2 separate regions of the Sus scrofa genome follow, and region 1 is linked to region 2. A link is a contact called in public HiChIP or PLAC-seq data. All regions are on one chromosome and are shown on one strand. Each heading gives the region's core, a stretch centred on a gene start, on an enhancer-like site or on the middle of the called end of the contact. The rest is flanking DNA. Distances are from core to core; before and after follow the strand shown. Region 1 holds the start of CCDC62 (coiled-coil domain-containing protein 62). Region 2 holds the start of PITPNM2 (membrane-associated phosphatidylinositol transfer protein 2).

Evidence for each region. HiChIP or PLAC-seq counts read pairs in DNA pulled down with a chosen protein or histone mark.
Region 1: a contact with region 2 is called in an H3K27ac HiChIP or PLAC-seq map of skeletal muscle, with 2.7 times the contacts expected there. The contact joins the promoter of CCDC62 here to the promoter of PITPNM2 in region 2. A contact is called at or near these places in 1 of 47 Hi-C or Micro-C datasets (embryonic fibroblasts) and 1 of 2 datasets of contacts at active chromatin or transcription factors (skeletal muscle).

What each region holds. Positions count from the first base shown.
Region 1 is chr14:30,065,276-30,068,419 of Sscrofa11.1, forward strand. CCDC62 (coiled-coil domain-containing protein 62) reads right to left here and starts at 1,363. Exons shown (of 13, transcript XM_021074080.1): 1 at 783-1,363; 2 at 141-295.
Region 2 is chr14:29,728,326-29,731,710 of Sscrofa11.1, forward strand. It overlaps PITPNM2 (membrane-associated phosphatidylinositol transfer protein 2), which reads left to right and starts at 1,775. Exons shown (of 27, transcript XM_005670599.3): 1 at 1,775-1,835.

The DNA of each region.
Region 1 (3,144 bases), core at 113-2,612, 340 kb after region 2:
AAAGACCAAAAAAATAAAAAAATCTACCTTACAAACAGTAATTTAAAGTTCACCAGGAGCCCATGTACATCACTACTGCTTTCTGGAAAAATAAAGAATTGCAAATAAATAAAAATGACGAGTGAATTTCAGTTACTTACTAAACAGAGAAAATGGAATTTGGAGTCAAGGGATTCCAAGTCCACAAACTTGAATTCCAGTCTTTGGTAAGTCATTCACTCACTTATTCATTCCTTCAACATTTAGCGCCATTTTGGGGATACAGCACTGAGCTCACCGGCAAGGAGCACGTATTCTAGTCGAGCAACACAAGCAACAGGCCAAGTGTACACATCCCGTTCAACTCAACCAATACCGGTAAATGCAAATGTCAGACAAGTTTATTTTCAAGACTTTTTAGTAAAATGGATTATAAGAGTGCCGCTCCACTAGCAGGCTGCTGTTAAGCAACGTTAAGGACAGGAAGCGAGAAGGCGTATATAAAGGCAGATCTACAAATGCCCACTGTTACCCTTAAAAAGTGAGCAGCACCTAATGCTCGCCACTCGACTTTGCGCCTGGGCTGAAAAACAAGATTTTATTAAAGGAAACGGATGTGACGCTCCCTCTTCCCTCTACATCCCGAGTATTGTTTTAAGCAGAAACGGTTCCCGAAAAACCAGCCACGTTCGGCCCAGACACACGTTGTCCCCGAGATCTGCCCTCCGCTTCCCACCGACCCGCCGGCGGAAACGGCGAGTCCGCCCGCGGCGGGAGGGAGGCGCCAAGCGGCGGCCGCTCACCTGGCGCCCGGCCAGGAAGGAGGCCGAAGGGTTCATAGGTGTTTCCTCCGCCCCCGGAGAGTCAGTGTGCGCAGCGTCACCTTAGAAACGCCATAGGCGCGCCTGCCCGGAGCGGCGGGGGCCAGCCCCGAGCGCTGGAGCCCCGCGCCCTCGCTGGCCCAAGCAAGCCCGCCTAAACCGCCAGCCCCGCGGAGCGTGCCCGGCCTCCCGGCCTATAGGGTCGCTGAGGGGCCGCCCCGGTTCTCGCGACACCCGGTGGCCGGTTGCGCGATCCCGCGGGAAGCCAGCTCCTACCCGGGCATTTTGTTCTTCCAAATCCGGACCTGGGGGCTCTTGAAAGGCATATCTGACGATGTAAAAGCCATTACCCACCGCCTGCAAAGAACCATCACCCAGGGAATGATAAAGCAACGAATGGCTGTTTCTGCTCCATGATCTCCTGCCAAACTGTGAACACGGTCGTTAGCTGCTGTGTACCCCTGGCATTCAGGCAACAAAGAGACTGGAGGCAGAAGCCAGCCCTGGCAGTTCATAGTCAGCTGCTGACCATCCTAGCAGACAGGCCTAAGCTAAGAATCAGGTGAAAAAAGAAAACAATTTTTTTGGACTCTTGATATAGCTCTTGAATTGCAATGAGAAACTTGACACTTTGTTGTGACAACATTTACTGTTCTGGGTTGAAACTAAGCTTTTTTTTTCTTCTTGGCCCTGCGTGAGGGATGTGGAAGTTCTGGACCAGGGGTTGAACCTGTGCTGCAGCAGCGACCCAAGCTGGCACAGTGACAACGATCCTTAACGCACTGCGCCAGAGGAGAACTCTGATACTAAGCTTTTTTCACCCTTTCTTCTACATTTTATTCTTCATGTTATAATAGGAATTGAACTATACAAAAATAATTGGAGGCGTTTCCACTGTGGCTCTGCAGAAATGAATCTGACTAGCACCCATAAGGACGCAGCTTCAATCCCTGGCCTTGCTCAATGGGTTAAGGATCCAGTGTTGCCATGAGCTGTGGTGTAGGCCAGCAGCTACAGCTCTGATTTGACCCCTAGTGTGGGAACCTCCATATGCCCCAGGAGCAGCGGCCCTAAAAAACCCCAAAAACAGGAGTTCCTGTCGTGGCTCAGTGGTTAACGAATCCGACTAGGAACCATGAAGTTGTGGGTTCGATCCCTGACCTCACTCAGTGGATTAAGGATCCAGCATTGTCATGAGCTGTAGTATAGGTTGCAGACATGGCTCAGATCCTACGTTGCTGTGGCTCTGGCTTAGGCCAGCGGCTACAGCTCCAATTCAACCCCTCGCCTGGGACCCTCCATTTGCCTCAGGAGTGGCCCAAGAAATAGCAAAAAGACAAAAAGACACACACACACACAAAAAAAAAAAATTGGAGTTCCCTGGTGGTGAGGGTTAGATCCCAGCCTGGGAACCACCGCATGCCAGAGAGCACAGCCGAAAAATGAAAAAAGCTTATATTTAACCTCTGATTGTCCACCCACTGCTGCTTAACTTGTAAGATGGCATTCCTGTCAAGACAGATCACCAAACACAGTCTTAATAGTATTTCACCTTTACTTTCTGGTTGACTGTAAATTAGCAAGACACGCCCTTTTGTTTATAAAAGACGATCCGAAAATGAAAAAATAAAATTTGAATTTCTTACTGTGAAGCTTTACTGATTTGGATGACACTTGCATCCTTAGGACAAGGTCATGTTGAGAATGGACAAGACAGTGCCTTCGAACTTAATCGAGAAAGCAAATGCTCTGAGTTCCTGTCGTGGCTCAGCAATAATGAAACCAACTAATATCCATGAGGATGCAGGTTCAGTCCCTGGCCCTGCTTAGTGCGTTAAGGATCTGGCATTGTTGTGAGCTGTGGTGTACGTCCCAGATGCAGCTCAGATCCTGTGTTGCTGTGGCTATGGCGTAGACTGGCAGCTGCAACTCCGATTCAACCCCTAGCCTGAGAACTTCCTTATGCTGCACAGTGGCCTAAAAAGGCAAAAGAAAAAAGAAAGAAAGCAAATGCTGACTAGTTGTTAAAAATGGCCTATCAGTAGCTGATTATGCAGTAACTCTTGGTAGTGGAATGAGAAAAAAAAAAAAAGGAATGTGGTTGAATGTCAGTTTTCCAATTGAGGAGCATTTTAATATTTCACATACTTCTAAAATTTCACCTTTGTAAAATTTGGTATTTTTAGGAAGCTCTAAAATGCCATCGTTCACAAGACAACCACATGCTTAACACTCAACTGTAAGAGTTGAGGTACAGGAAGCAGTAAGAAATGAGGCTGACATTTTAAGATTATGGCTGGTAAATATTAACTGAATATGGTAAGGGATTATTATGACTAGTTGC
Region 2 (3,385 bases), core at 525-3,024:
TTCCCAGGCTAGGGGTCTAATCGGAGCTGTAGGCACCAACCAGCCTACGCGGAGCCACAACGAGGGATCCGAGCTGTGTCTGCGACCTACACCACAGCTCAAGGCAACGCTGGATCCTCAACCCACTGAGGGAGGCTGGGGATCGAACCCGCAACCCCATGGTTCCTAGTTGGATTCGTTAACCACTGAGCGACAACGGGAACTCCCGAGATCTGGTTTTTAATGGTGTTAAGTCCTTAAAGTACTTAAGTAACTGGTCGGGTATGATCATTGCAGGGTTACAGTGGCAGTCATCCAGGTGCTTGGTTCTGACTGGCCTTATAGGTAGAGTCTCACTCTGGAGATCTGTGTACTCAGAATACCTTTAATGGGTCTTTGGGAACCTCTTAGTGGAGGGAAGGAGTTGACGGTTTCGTATTTGTGGGAACCCTTTGTCTCGGTATGAACATCACAAGACCGTGTTTTGAGGTGAGCTGTGTTATGATGGCTTTCTTGGCCCATTCAGTCTCCAAGGAGATGGGACAACCTTTGGTCAGTTGTTCTCTCTCCCAGTATCTGAACTGTCTTGGATTGCTTTAACTTTAGCTTGCACTTACCCTTCCAGGGAAAAGCACTCCTGGCTCCTCAACCTTGTAAGGTGATACTTGGCAATAGGTAAACTACCACTAGGTTTTAGGTGTGCCCTGGTTAATTCCATTACTTCAGATCTTGGCAGACAAAGCCATCCTTGCTCACTCTAAACAGACACTCTATGCTCTCTTTTAAATTTCACTCAGTACCCTCCTGGTCTTTTTATTTTCCAACTGGAGAGTCCAATCGGGAGGGAACATCAACATGAAGCATTTTCTGATCCTCTGCCAGTTCCTTCTTGAGGTCGAGAACTAGAACTTACCCTCTGGCTACTATTACTCCCACTGTTTCCCACTACTTTCGATGACCAAAGAGCTTTTCAGTTTTTGGCCCAGACCATATTTGGTGTCTTGAAGAGAGAACTGTTTCTGCAAATCTGGTCGGTAATGAATATAAGTACCAGGCATCAAGGTTTGGACTTCGATTGACTTGTTTGTCCACACATTCCAAATGCCTTCCGAAGGTTTCCAGCATTCGTTCCCCTTAATTTGTCATTTTACTACCAAAGGACTTGATTTCCCCCCCGGACCCCCCAATTCCTGCAGATTGCCCCTTCCCTTCCCCTGTCGACTCCTGAGTGTTAGCAAATCAGGCGAGGCTGACGGCATTAAGAGGGCCTAGAGGTCGTGGGCTGGGTCCCGCTCCCGGGGTCTCCCTGCGTGGAAGCGAGCCCCGGGCCTTCGGGGGTGGCCGGGGCAGAGGTCGCCAAGTTTGCCGGGTGGCTCCTGGCGGAGGCCGGCCCTCGGGACGGGCGGGCGGCTCCCCGCGTGGCCTGACGGAGGCGCAGGCCCGCTGCCGAGTGAGGGAATGCAAGGCGGGCCCGGCGCGCACGGGCAGCAGCGGCCGCTGGGGCGCGCGGGGCACGGCGGCGCCGCGGCGTAGAGCTGTCAGGCCGGTCCGCGGGCGCGCCTGGCCCCGCGCCCCGCCGGCCGCCGCCGCCTCCCCCTCGCCCACGGCCCGCGCACCGAGCGCTGACACCCGTGGCGGCCGGCACGTGCGCCCGCTCGCCTCCCGCCCGCCGACGGCCGGGGAGCATGCCCGCGGGGGCCCGGCCGCTCGCCTGGGGCCAGCTGGCGGCGGCGGCGCGCGGAGCGGCAGGGCGCAGCCGGCCGGGCCGGGGCCGCGGGGCCGGCGCCTCCCCAGCGGCGTGAGGCGGCGGCGGCCCAGCGCGGCCGAAGAGGACGGAGCCGCGCCGCGCGGAGCGGGTGAGTGTGGCGGCGGCCGGGCCGGAAGGCGGAGCGGCCGGCCCCCCTCCCCAGGCCCCCGGCGAACCCCGGGGATGTGGGGGCGCGGAGCAGGCACGCCGGCAGCCTGCCGGGTGGGAGGGAAAAGCGGGAGACCCGGCCCCGGCCGCCCCGCGCGGGGAGGAGGGTGTGGCGCGCGGGGACCCCGGACCCAGGAAATCGCCCCCAGCCCGGCCCCCGGGGGAGGCGCTGGCTCTCCGGATTCGGGGCCCTAGCGCTAATACCGAATTTCTGTCGGTTCCGGCCGGGGCGCGGAGGACTCCCCTCCCCCAGTGCCAAGTGTCACGGCGGTCAAGGGGCAGGTGTGTGTGTGTGTGGTGCTGGGCCTGCCCGGGCCGGCCCGCGCTCTGAGAGGAAGTGGTGGCCGAAGCCCTCTGTCCAGCCTTCTGGGCTTCCCGCCTCCGGCCAGACAGCCCTCCAGCCAGGTGGGTGTCCGGGGCCGGAGCATGGGCTGTGGCCCTCAGAGAAGGGGCCAGGACTTAGAAGAAGTGCTGCCGCTGTCCCCCTCGCTGGAAGAAAATCTGGCCTATCTCCATCCTGTGAGTCTCCCTTTCCTGTTGTAACCTGAGGTGCCAGCTCTGTTTTAGGGCAGCCAGCTTCCTCCTTACTCCCTCCACCCCATCCTTTCTTTTCAGGGGCAGGGCTGATGGGTGACTTGGGGAGGAGACCCTAGAGCTCCCCTCCCCCATAATGTGCACTCACTCCCCCGGGAAACCTCAGATGGAAGTTCTAAGTAAATAGAGTGTGTTTGCTAGGCAAATGTCATTTCAAGGCAAATCTTCTAGCTCTGTCCCTTTTCAACGCATTTGCTGCCTCTGCGTACATTCCTGATTCCTCATCCTACACTCCTCTCCCAACTTCTGAAATATGGACTGGGGTCTCAGGGCCCCCCTTCTCCTCTCCAGAAGCCGGATTCTTCAGAGAGGACCTCCTTTGGAGCATCTTTCTTAGTCTGCTGCTGGCTCTCAAGCAGCCCCCACCTGGGAGCCACTGGGGCTGAGAGGCTAGACACCCCCTCACCTCCTTTCTGAGGGGAATGTAGTAAATGCTCCCCTTCACCTGAATCTCCCCCACGGCCAAGCCCCCAGTGTGACTCATCTCTGCTCTGAACTCCCACTGCACCTTATCTGTGTCTCTTGTGTGACTCTTATCACCTCCTGCCTTATTTTAGTTACTTTTGTGCCTGGCTTATCTGTCCCGCTGGATTGTGAGCTCCTGGAGGATGGAGGACAGGTGCAGTTTGATTTGTCCCTGGTGGCCTTGGGTCAGCACCCTGTGCACTGTCAGCATCGGTGTCCAGATAGAGTAGAAGCCCCGTCCCTAGCTTGCCTCTGGGGCCCTAATTGATCTGACCCCTGATGGTCTCTGTTAAATTTTTCTTCTTTTGTGATGGGAGATTCCCAGTCTTTTCCTTTGCAGAGAGAAACCCAGTTAGGAAGCCATTGTTTTTCTGGTAGGGAGTGACTTGCCAAATGACCAGGACAGTACATGCTCTGCTGTGATGATGGCCA